Regions from separate parts of the Mus musculus genome. Here region 2 is linked to region 1. Evidence: chromatin contacts called from public HiChIP or PLAC-seq data. All regions are on one chromosome and are shown on one strand. Each heading gives the region's core, a stretch centred on a gene start, on an enhancer-like site or on the middle of the called end of the contact. The rest is flanking DNA. Distances are from core to core; before and after follow the strand shown.

What was found. HiChIP or PLAC-seq counts read pairs in DNA pulled down with a chosen protein or histone mark.
Region 2: an H3K4me3 HiChIP or PLAC-seq map of intestinal crypt epithelium shows a contact between it and region 1, with 5 read pairs. The contact joins the enhancer-like site here to the promoter of Ddx60 in region 1. A contact is called at or near these places in 4 of 39 promoter capture datasets (cranial neural crest, embryonic stem cells and macrophages), 6 of 484 Hi-C or Micro-C datasets (embryonic stem cells, erythroblasts, nephron progenitors and 1 more), 1 of 115 datasets of contacts at active chromatin or transcription factors (intestinal crypt epithelium) and 3 of 9 other capture datasets (adipose tissue, liver and pancreatic islet).

The regions. Positions count from the first base shown.
Region 1 is chr8:61,925,599-61,931,672 of GRCm38.p6, reverse strand. It overlaps Ddx60 (DExD/H box helicase 60), which reads right to left and starts at 3,586. Exons shown (of 38, transcript NM_001293783.1): 1 at 3,397-3,586.
Region 2 is chr8:62,001,385-62,007,413 of GRCm38.p6, reverse strand. The region is part of intron 28 of Ddx60 (DExD/H box helicase 60); the gene reads right to left. Among named protein-coding and RNA genes, the nearest start is that of Ddx60, 76 kb to the right of the region's middle. Within about 2 kb of position 4,698, at least 9 of the 459 cell types and tissues checked have an H3K27ac peak or open chromatin away from gene starts, as enhancers often do. A contact at or near this core is called in intestinal crypt epithelium, where this site is marked.

The DNA of each region.
Region 1 (6,074 bases), core at 2,337-4,836:
TTTTTGGTTTTTCGAGACAGGGATGTTTATCTATAAGTCCAGTCTTCCAGAAGGTTCGAAATTCACAGGTAAGTGGATGGAATTAGAAAAAAAAAAAAAATCATCCTGAGTGAGGTAACTCAGACTCAGAAAGACAATGATGGTATGTGTTCACTTAAATGGATGCTAGCTGTTAAGTCATTGATAAGCAGGCTACAAGCTGTATAACCAGAGGGGTTAAGGATCGTGTGACTGACTAGGATGAAGGTTGCATTGCCCTAGGAGAAGGAACTAGAATAGCTAGTTATGGGTGGATGGCAGGGGGTGGGGGTGGGGTGGTGTTGTAATGGAATGAGGCAAGGGAGAGGAAATGGAGAGGACCTAATACAGTAGAACCTTCCTATCAGAAACGCATATATGAAGACAATCGAAATGAATTTGCCAAATAAGGGGGTGAGGTTAGAGTCCCAACTTGACATCTCCTGTTTCAAAATGGAGCTTCCAGTACCAAGAATGGGTTACATCTAGCTCTTGGCCAAATAAGTCTCATAGGAACACCCAAATAACCTAGGATATTGCCAAACTAACCCTCTTGGAGTTCTCTGAGCCCAAGAGAAGGTGGAAAAAGTGTAAGAGCCAGAGGACACCAAGGCACCAAGATCTTCTGGATACAACAGGACTGGAGCACATGTGAACTCTGGCAATGTGAGACTGGCAATATGCACAAGGACCTACATGGGTCTGTACCAAATGGGGTACCAGGACTGAAAGAAGTGAACACATGCCCCTCTCTGGGCCCATCTCTAACCTAGAAGCTATCCCTAATAGGTAACCACTTGCAAATGAAAAATGAGTTTTCTCGCTGAGGAAACAATCTACTCTTAACTGTAGGCTTCATACCCACTACTAAGTAGATGGCCAAACTCAAGGCATTTTTGTAGGTTCTTTGTTTTATAATGTTGAGTCAGAACTTTCTTTTCCATCTTACAGGTCCTTAGCATATGTATTATTTCTTCTGGTTTTGTGTTTCTAAGGGATTCCTGTGTGTGTAAAAATGTGTGTCTCTGCAGTTTATCTTTAGGGTGAGCTGGTGATATGAAAAAGCAGCTGGTTATCACTCTATAAACAAAGAGCTCTGCAACTCATCCCCAACCAGCCTCATACAGACAGACCAAAGGCCAAAGCCGACCACCATCCCAGAGCTCACGCTCACCCCACTGGTACAAACCCTCCTGGAACACTGAGTCTAGTTATTGTCCATAAGGATTGTACTCCTTCATGTACCGCCTGGACTGGACCATTAAATTATACCAAGCAAGTCATTAGTAGCAGTATGTGCATGACAAGCTGTTAATAACATGTATGTATAGGCCATTCAAAAGAATGAAAAGAAAAAATATTGCTGGATACTTTTATGAGGGAAAAAAACATGTTTTTAAATTTCTAAAAGAAAATACCTTGAAGCCAGGATTCTGCATCAAACATACATTTTAGTTCATTGAGAATGCAAAAAGATATAACCTGTCATTGTAAAGTGAGGCATTCCACCAATTCTCATCTTGAATTGTAATTCTAGCTAAAGGAAGAGGGGGGATGCAAAACAAAATCCACAGAGAAACTGTGGAAAATAAAAAGATTCAATGGAGCTATGTACATAGTTTACATGTAGTAAGACTACTTCTAGGGGTAGCCACAGTAATATAGGACTATATTTTCAGGCTAAAACATGCAGACTGCATCGACATTGAATAATATCTACATAACCGGACCAATAAAATTGCTCAGTGGGTAAAGGTGCTTGCCACCCAGCCAGATGACCTGCATTCTATCCTTGAGACCTACCTGAGAGAGGAAGAGAACACATCCCTGCAGATTGTCCTCTGATCCCCACAGGCACGTTGTGCCTTTAGAAAGTATGAACATATAAAGGGCCAGAAAGATGGCAGATGATGCAGTAATTAAGACTGTCTACTGCTGTTGTAGAGGACCAACCAACTTCTGTTCCTAGAATGTACACAGGCTCACAACAGGTTGTAACAGCACAAGGGATCCAACCACGCTGGACTCCTAGTATATTTGCACTCAAATGCATATTCCCACACATCAACAAACACACACACTTAAAAAGTGAATCTAAAAGCTATTTACTGATTTCTCATTCTTTTACTCACTATGAAAAGAAATTACAAGAATTGTCACAAAATCCTGCAAAACATGATAGACCTGATACATACACATACATGTGTATATATGAATATGTGTATATGTGTATATGTATATGCATATATGTATATATGTATGTATGTATGTACGTATGTACGTATGTATGTATGTATATATGTATGTATGTATATATGTATATATATATGCATATATGTATATACGTATATATATGTTGGGCGTCCTGACACCCTTATTACCAGGACAGTCTCTCTGGTAATGAGGCATGTTAGTTAATTGAGAAAGCCTCCTATATCCTTGGAAAGTACAGCCACCTGTGAGAAGTGACCTGAAGTGTGACAATGGAAGGTATCAGACTCTGAGTTACCCTTAATCAACAACTTGCAAGAAATCAGAGAATTCCAGACTTCTTACTGACCTCAAGGAACCAAAATGAGCACCCAGAACCTGGCTCCGCCCTGGCAGACATCTTGAGTTCTATGCTGGGCTTTGCAAAAAGCACTTAGCCTGTGCCTAAACAGAATCTGTAAAATAAAACACCTATTGTGTTTAAAGCAACTCAGTTTGTGCTGATTTGTGATGAGGAAACAGAAAATCAATCCCTGCTCCTTACACATGAATACATTAAATCTCAGATGACTCAAACAGGGAGACTGAGGCAGCGGGATACTCCAAGTTGGCCCAACCTGGGTTCCATGGGGAGTACCAGGAAGCCCAGGGAGACTGCTAGGGCTAGCATACGAAGAGATTGGGTGGGGGGATGCATTTCTGCAGTAAAGCATAACTTGTCTTAGCCACTGCAATTTCAGGGCAACTACAATTCATCTGGGTTTTTCTTCACATTCTGCTTCTAGCTCTGGAAGCCTGAAGTAGGGCCCCGATTCGATTCGGCACCTAGGAGAAAAACTATTGGTGGGGATGTTCAACATTTATTGGCTGTGCACACACCCCAATGCCCCTACTTATTGATCCCTATCCCAGCTACCCGTTTACAAAGGATCCTCAAGAGACTGAGTCAGGCATCTTTTTCCCTGCCACTCACCACTCAGACCTCTTCCCTCTGTGGTCCACCGAGTACTGGCCACTGGGGTAGGTGGGTCTGTGCTCCACTGCCCATTGAAAGCTACCTCCTAGTGCTGTCCCCTCAGCTCCGCTCCAGCTCCTCTTTTGGGATACTCTGACCTAGGCACGCCCTACAATCCCCTGGCGAGCCCAGAAGCAACCCCCTGGCCTCACCGGGAAGCCCAGACCGGGAACCTGGACCTGCTACGTGCAGAGAACCGCTGGTCTGCGCAGCAGGTATTGAGCGCGCTGGTCCGCGCTGCAGGTAACAAGCAAGCACACAGTCGACCACAGGAGACCTAAGACCAATCGCTAGCTCCAAAAAGTGGCAACTTGTGAGTCTCTCAGGCCGCCTTTTATAAGTGAAGGATAGTTTCGGTTTCTCTTCTGCTCCCAGAAGCTTTAAGTTTCGGTTTCCATTCATCACTAATCAAAGAGCATTTGGTGAATGCAGCTTTGCGCATCCTTTGGTAAAGTTAGTACTGTTAAGGTAGGAAAACCAGAGGCTTTGGGATTCTTGAGGTAAGGAGGAGGATTTGACAGGGAAATCTGGAGACATCTAAGCAAGGCAACATTGGAGAGGCTGTAGCAGCAGAACTCCGGGCGCTGTGCCAATTGCTCCTACTGTGCTAACGACAGCAGGAGGACAAAGCCTCAACAAAGCCCAGACACCTCTACCTTTTCAGGTAGTATTTTAAAGGTAGGTAGGAATTTGAGATTACATGAGTCTATTATTGAAGCCTGTGATTAATCCATTTGGGATCTTCTTTAGCCGAATGGCACTACTAAACAAGCTGAAAATGGAGCCTACTTTTATCTCAGCCTTAATAACTTTTCTTTCCTTTGATTTTGTTTGATTTGGTTTGGCTTGGTTTTTTACCTGTCAATACCTGAAATTTGGGTTTGAAAGCTGGCTTGCTTAGTATCCTATGCTTGCTGAACTTTAGGAAGGCTCTAAATATGACAATTCTATTTTCAATATTGGAATTCTAGAAAGTGGGGGACTCTTGCATTTGGGTGACCGTGACAACAATGGGACCAAAAGCTATTTTGTCAGGCACTGGCAGAACTCTCATCCATGGGGAAAGAGCAACAGAATGCAATGTGTTGAGATAACTTGAGAAACATCCATTGTTTTGAAGGCCATTAAGAATGGACCCTTCCCTCATGGTCAGCTTTTGACCTAGCCCCTGTTTCCTTGGTAACAGTAAGAAAAGGTCCCACCCTTTCTGTCCTCCTTTACATTAAAATACTACCTGAAAAGGTAGAGGTGTCTGGGCTTTGTTGAGGCTTTGTCCTCCTGGGTGAGAAAATGTCACCCTTTCCTGTTCCCTCCAATTTAAGTCAGCGACCTAATTCCTTGAGACTGTGGTAACTGTGGTAATAGATACTGCACGCATAGCCTAAACCAAGGAGCATGATATAAGTGGATTATCTCAGGTGGGCCCAAAATAATCATAAGCAGGTTCTTAATGTGGTGACAGAGGCAGAAATTCAGGCTGGTAATTTGATTACATATGTAGTCTTCTAGCAAGACTCTATGAAGATGATGGAAAACCACAAACCAAGGAATGAAATTGAAATAATCTACTCCAGGTTACAAATCTCCATGCTTATTAAGCCAACTGTGAGCACTGTGAGTTCTTTACACAGCCAGCTGACCAAGAGTAAGCTGGCACCTCAGGAGAGCTCTCGGTGGAGAAAACAGGGTTTTCAAGTCAAAAGTCTACAATTATAGCACACAGGGGGTAGGCTGAGGACATGTCACATCAGGATATATATATATATAATTTACTGGAGCAAGGACAACTCTGTGGCCACCATTGAGGGATATGTCTCCCTCACTGTTAATGTTTACTGGTCCTCAGGAAGAGCTCATGAGCTCCCCTCATCAGTGATGGAACGTTGATGAGCCTTGTCTTGTGTTGATAGTCACTGTTACTATGAATTCACAGGTATAACAGGCATGTCGTGTCCAGAAGAGAGTGTTTCACAGCACTCTTTCCTGTTTGAGACTCTTACATTCTTTCCCTCCTTTCCCCCATAATATTCCTTGAGCTTTGGAGGAAAAGATATCAATGTCTCATTTTAGGATGAGTGCCCAGCTGTCCCTTATTCACCAGTTATCTCTGCATTAACCATCACCTACTCCAGAGCCACCCAAATCTATGAATATAGATACAAATATTTAGAAGGCGGTTTGACATCATATCCATATAGCAAAGCAACAGGAGTAGTTTCCCCTTTAGAGCCTATAACTTCGCCATTCATGGGTTTTGGATTAGGTCAGACATGAGTTGCTCCTGTAGAATAGACCTAAAATCCTAAAATCAGAATGTCGTTGGTTATCATACCACTACTGTGCCAGTGGAAACATCCTGTCTGACAGGTTAGTATTACAGAAAACAGATTCCTTTCTAGATCTTCTAGAAACCACTCCTGATGGCGCTTGGATTTGAACCCAGTGAAACTGACTTTCAGAACTAAGAACAAGTTACTCTTGTTCTAAGCGACTGTGAATAATTCAGTACAGGAGCCCCAAAAAGTGAACGAACAAACTAACTAAATGTAATACAGTCATGTAAGCTAATGTAGTAGAAAAACCATGACATATTTGCTAGTAGCAAAACTAAGACTCTTACAACACAGGAGACGACTATGAGCTCAGTGATGTGGGAATATCCTCATATTTATTATCATACTATTCCAGGTTTTACAAGATGGATATTTTTGTGTTGCTTTTTTTGATGAGGTAAGTGATTTTGATGATTAAAGTGATACAAAGACAATAAGTGGTGACATAATACCAAACTTAATGAAAACCAAAAGTTTGCTTATAGGATTTTCAGTTA
Region 2 (6,029 bases), core at 3,449-5,948, 75 kb before region 1:
GAGTTCCAGGACAGCCAGGGCTACATAGAGAAACCCTGTCTTGGGAAAAAAAATAAGAAGAAAGATTGTCCAATAATTAGAGGCATAGACAGACAGTCAAATTGTTTCCCTGGAATTTGTTCTCACTACAGAAAGTATAATCTTTGGGCCAGGACTTGGGCAGTATGCTCACATTATATTTGAGTTAATACAAAGCTCAGAGCAGCCACAGTAAGGTTTGTGTGGTGTTTCTTTTGTTTTGTAAACCCTGCCTAGGGAAGTTTTGGGACCTCACCTCTCCTTGCTTCCCAGGAATAATTTTAAGCCAAAACAACATTATTACAGATCTATCCAGGTGTTGCTCAAAATAAAGTTTAAACTTAAGATATATGAATTGTCAATGAGGCTGTGGAACTTCTAAAGGCATTACAATATGATCTGCCTACTCCATATAGAGTAGAGGAAGCTTCTATAATCAATTTTTATTCATTGTAATCAATGGTAATCAAACATTAGCTGCTTATTTTAGTTATTGTTACTCAATGTGCCCACAGCAATTCTTTGACAAAAGAGAACATTAATGTGGAATCATCTTTCTTCATCTCCAAACAAAGTTTTAGCATCCTATTATGAAGCTGTTGTTAATAAAGAATTGTAAGATAGAATCATAAGATATTTTAGAAAAAAATGTCTTAAAAACCTGATGAGATGTCTATTCTTTGTCTCAAACATCAATTAAATTGGTTATTGCAGAATATTGATAGTTGGTCTATTGCATAGTAAACTTTTTAGGTAAAATTGATAATCATAATGCAAAAGATAAGTTGTTAAAAATTGCTTCTATGCATGCTTTTGTATTTCCTGTAAATTTATGCATACATCCCATAAATAATACATCTACTATATTTATAAACAGCCCTTCTATGGGAGAGAAGTATATGTGATTGGATCACATGTTTATTCTTTTGAGTTTCCTGGTGCTTCAGCACAGATAATTGAATTGTGTGCTGTATCCAATGTTTTGAAATGTTGAAAAAAATCAAGCAAGTGGAGACATTCATAAAGGATATTATAAAATAGTAGTAGATTTGAAAGATTGTTTCTTTACTATTCCTTTGTATCCTCAGGATTGTGAAAGGTTTGCTTTCAGTGTTCCTTCTATTAATTTTAAAGAGCCAAAGAAAAGGTATCAATGGATAGTTCCTTCTCAAGGCATGGCTAACAGTTTTACATTATGTCAAAAATTTGTGGCACAAGCCATTCAGCCTATAAGACAGGAATGGCCAATAATATACATTATACATTACATGGATGATATCTTACTAGCAGGAAAAGATCCTCAAGACTTGCTTCTATGTTACTGAGAAATACAACAGGCATTATCTGATAAAGGGTTACAAATAGCTCCAGAAAAAGTGCAAACTCAAGATCCTTATAATTCTTTAGGTTTTAGGCTTACAGATCAAGCTGGTTTTCCTCAGAAAATAATTATTCGTAGGGACAATTTTAAAACTTTAAATGATTTTCAAAAGCTGTTAGCTGATATTACTTGGCTTTGTCCTTATTTACAGGAGAATTAAATCTGATCCTACCTCTCTTCGAGTTTTACCTTCAAAAGGGTTGTTGGCCTTACAACAAGTAGAGAGAGCTACTGAAAAACAATTTGTTACATATATAGATTATTCTTTGCCTTTACATTTGTTGATTTTTTAATACAACTCATACACCTACAGGGCCTTTTGAGGTCAATTGCCTCAGTTTGTGGAACTTGTCACACAGATCCTACTGGAGGTGGTATGTCACAAAACACCATTCTTGCTCGAAAAAAATTCCTTTTTATATTGGTTTTATAAGAGCTCATTCTGATCTTCCCGGACTTTTAGCTGCCGGCAATAATTGTATTGACAGAGCTTTAATAGGAGAAGGTTTAGTTTCAGATCCTAGAGTTTTGGGTAAAGATGATCATGATAAATTTCATCTTTCTAGTCACACCTTAAGGTTCCATGACATAAGATCACTAAGGCGCAAGCTAGAATGATTGTAAAGCAATGTCCTGAGTGTCTTACATTGTCTCAAGTTCTTCATTTAGAGGTTATGCCCGATCATATTTGGCAAATAGAGGTAACTCATTATTCAAAATTTGGAAAATTGAAATATATACATGTTTGCATTGACACTTGTTCAGGACTCAGTTTTGCTTCTCTACATACAGGAGAAGCTTCTAGAAATGTAATTGATATTGCTTACAGTCTTTTACTGCTATGGGATTGCCTAAAATCATCAAGGTAGATAATGGCCCTGCTTATACTGGAAATAGCTTTATTCAATTTTGTAAGGAATTTGGAATTGAACATAAAACTGGAATTCCTTGTAATCCATGGGACAAGGAATTGTTGCATGTGTGCATTGCATTCTGAAAAATTAGCTTTTGAATACCAAAAAAGGGGTAATCAAATCCCTGTACACCACAAAAATTTTTAAAATTTCAATGTAAAGGAACTCTCTGTGTGTGGGAAGAGGGCAAGTCTGTGTTTTTTCTGCAAGATGCTGAAGGAGCATGCTAGCGGCCAGAGTGGTTAATGAGACATGCTGATGCTGGGACAAAGAATGATGCTGATCATGAGTTTGTAGAGAGTGTCTTGACACTGATGATAAAGAAGTTGTATTGGGCCTTTGTCCCTGATTCACCCTTTATTACATCCAACAGTATGGGAAGGCCTAGAAGTTGTGGTAATGGTAAACAACACTAAGTTGATGGATATGCCTGCTGGAGGAAATTTCACTATCAACAGGGAAATTAGTTACTTAAGATTTAAAACTAAAGTCTCCATATGCTTTTGTGGGAGGTGCAGCTACAGGAACTTCTGCCCTAGTTTTGCAAGAAAAAAATTATGAGCTTCTTAGAACAACAATAATACAGAATAAAGAAAAGAAGCTGAGCTCTCTCCACATTGTAAACACATCACCCTTTTTCCCTGGCTATCTCTCTTAAGAGAGGGCCTGATACTTGCCAGTATTACTGAATTAGAAAATGTCTCAGCCTGCTTCCTTTGTGCAGCATTAGGATGCCCTCCATTGACAGCTATCCCTTATCTCATCCCTTTTAATATGTCTGGTGCCAGTCCTAAGACCTTTTCCTCAATTTCTGACATATCCTTGTTATTGATCCCTGAACAACAGCAATTTAAATTTTGCTATACTAGTCCCAGTGATAATTTGTGCAATCAGACTAGCTCACCTAGTCAGGATCTGATTGCCCCTGAGGGTTCTTATTTATTTGTTTGTTTGTTTGTTTATTTATTTATTTATTTATTTATTTATTTGGTGTAGTGTAGTGGTACCCTTACTAAAACTCTTTCCAAAAACATAAATAAAGAATTGCTGTGTCTTCCTGTGACCCTAGTTCCTCAGTTGACCTTGCTAACTCCCTCCAAGTATTTGAGCTGGAATAGTCCCCCGGATATTAGGATAAAGCAAGCTGTTTTCCTTCCTGTAGTGGCCAGCGCCTCCTTGGTAACCTCTGGCTGCCTGTTTGGCTGGAGGAACTTTAACCCATTGGCGGTGGAAGCCTCCATTGAATCATTAGCTTCTTTACAGAGACAATTAACTTCCCTCACCCAAGTTGCCTTAGAGAATTGACTAGCACTTGATTTGCGGACCACTGAGAAAGGTGGCGCCTGTCTCTTTCTGAAAGAGGAATAAGTTTCTCTCTGAATGAGTGGGAACTCCAATACAACAGTTACATTCACTTAATTTGGAGCTCCAGAGAACACAGTTTTCAGCTGCTGCTGCTAATTGCTGGAAGTCCTCTATGTTCACCCTCTTGATGCCCCTCCTTGGACCTTTAAAAAGCATTTTATTATTAATAACTTTGGGGCCTTTTATTTTTTTAAAACAAATTTCTGGTTTTATAAAACAGCAGATTGATTCCATGACATCAAGACCTTTGCAAATTCATTATTATAGACTTGATTTGGCTGACAGAGGCCTTGCTGAACCTGAGGTTGATAATTCTCTTTCAGGAACTGCATACGATTCAGACCTGTGCATACTGGTTTTTGATAATATGAATCCACTATGGGCATCAGCATGGGTTGCAAGGCTAAGCACCACAGGGGACGGTCTCACATGGATCATCACTGAATTCCCCGTGAGACAAACCTGATTTGTAAGGAGGTTGGTATCTGTTTTCAACCTAATCCTAAGGATTTTTCTAAGGTTCTGCCTCCCCTCCCCACAAAATACAAAGAGGTATGACTGTGGGTATTGATGGAACTCATGAGAGGAATCAGGTCAATGCTCCCCCTGCTGGTTAACATCCACTCATCCAAGGATGAGATGACTATTAATCACCCCAGATCCATGGGGCCTTAGTGAAAATAATTAAAAGGGAGGAGATGCTGGGAGCCATGGCCTCAGTCATGGCTTTGTGGAAATTTTCTAGCTTATATAAACAATCCTGAGAGAACGTTTGTGGTCGTAACAGTAAGAATGTTTGTGGATAGAGAGGACACTGAGTCCGTAGGTTCCAGATGCTGAAGATTGCCTGACCTTCAGAGAATCCCTGGGCTCTTCCCCCCTCCCTTGGCACCTCCTCTTTTCTTTCTTATATTGCCACTCCTGAATAAAGTTTTTCAGAGCTTGATCAGGAAACTGACTTGCTCTCATTCTTCATGATTCTTGTCCCTCCCACTCTGTTTCCCTTGCCCTGGGTCCCTGCTGATTATCCCTGCAGGTTGGGGCATACACACACACACACACACACACACACACACACACCTTAATTGTGTGACACAAATGTCACAGAGAAACTTCTGGGCACATCTAAAATAATTATCTTCTCCCATCCCCATCTACCTCTCTGTTTAGTACCTCAGTTTACCTTTCAAATATAAAAGTGCAAGCATTATTCATAGTTGTATATCCAGAGTCACAAAGAACATCCAGCATGGGATAAGTACTGCAGGAAACATTGTATGTAAAATATGAGAAGAGAAATTTCTCTGTGAGAGGGCAATAAATCTTTTATAAGGCTACTTCCTGGTAAATATTTGATCAACCAAAGTTCATTGAGAAATGATATAACAATAAAGTACGTTCACTTTTTCTGCCGTTAGATTGCATGATCACTAATAAGAACTAGATGAGAGTGTGAAGTTTATTCATATCATCTAACTTCTTGCTCATTTTTTTTTCCTGATGTAGTTAACATATGGTGACTTTTGCTGTCTCCTTATACTGGTGGCTGTTTGTACTGTTTTCTGATGATGTTTATGGTTATAAATTGATGTTTTCTAATTGTTTTGTAACTGAGGCTTGTAGCAGAATTTCCCCCTAATTAATTGGATAATAAAGACGACAAGAAGCCAATCACTGGATCAGGAGGAGGCAGTCCTTCCGGCCCGAGAGAGGAAGAAGGAACACAAGGAGAAATGAACTTTTTTGGACTGCGAGGTGGGAGCCATAGAAGGCACCATGTATACCAGGAACTCTTAGATCTGGTTGCAGAATCCATCACCAGAAGATTTCTAACATAGACTAGTTCATGAGTTTAGGGTGATAGATTCCATGTCCAGCAAATGTGCTATCTGTTGATTCTAAACTAAGATTGTCTGGTGTTTTCCATTTTCTGGCGACTCAACTGAGCTCAAGGAGAAAGGTAACTGTGTGAGTTGGGAGAATGTTCCCCCAGCTAGGTCAGAAATTTAGGAGTGTGCCAGCATTGACAAGGGGGAACAAGTGGTCTCAGGCAACATACTGAGACCACTGGCTGGTGCCAAGCCAGCAATAGTGTGGCTTGTTTTTTAATAATTACATTTCACAGAGGCTTATACATATGTCAAAATAAAACATGCTAATTGTTAAATATTTATTTTTCAAATCCCTTTAACAAGCACAAACTTTGAAAGAGTAGAAACTTTACATATAGAAAAGGAACAGCCTTATGTACCTTCTGAAAATGTGCGCTCTGATGAAGCTATCATATTTCCCTAGTATCTGTTACTCATAACTTTATAGTGACTAAGAAATTACTGATCAGTAGTATTTTG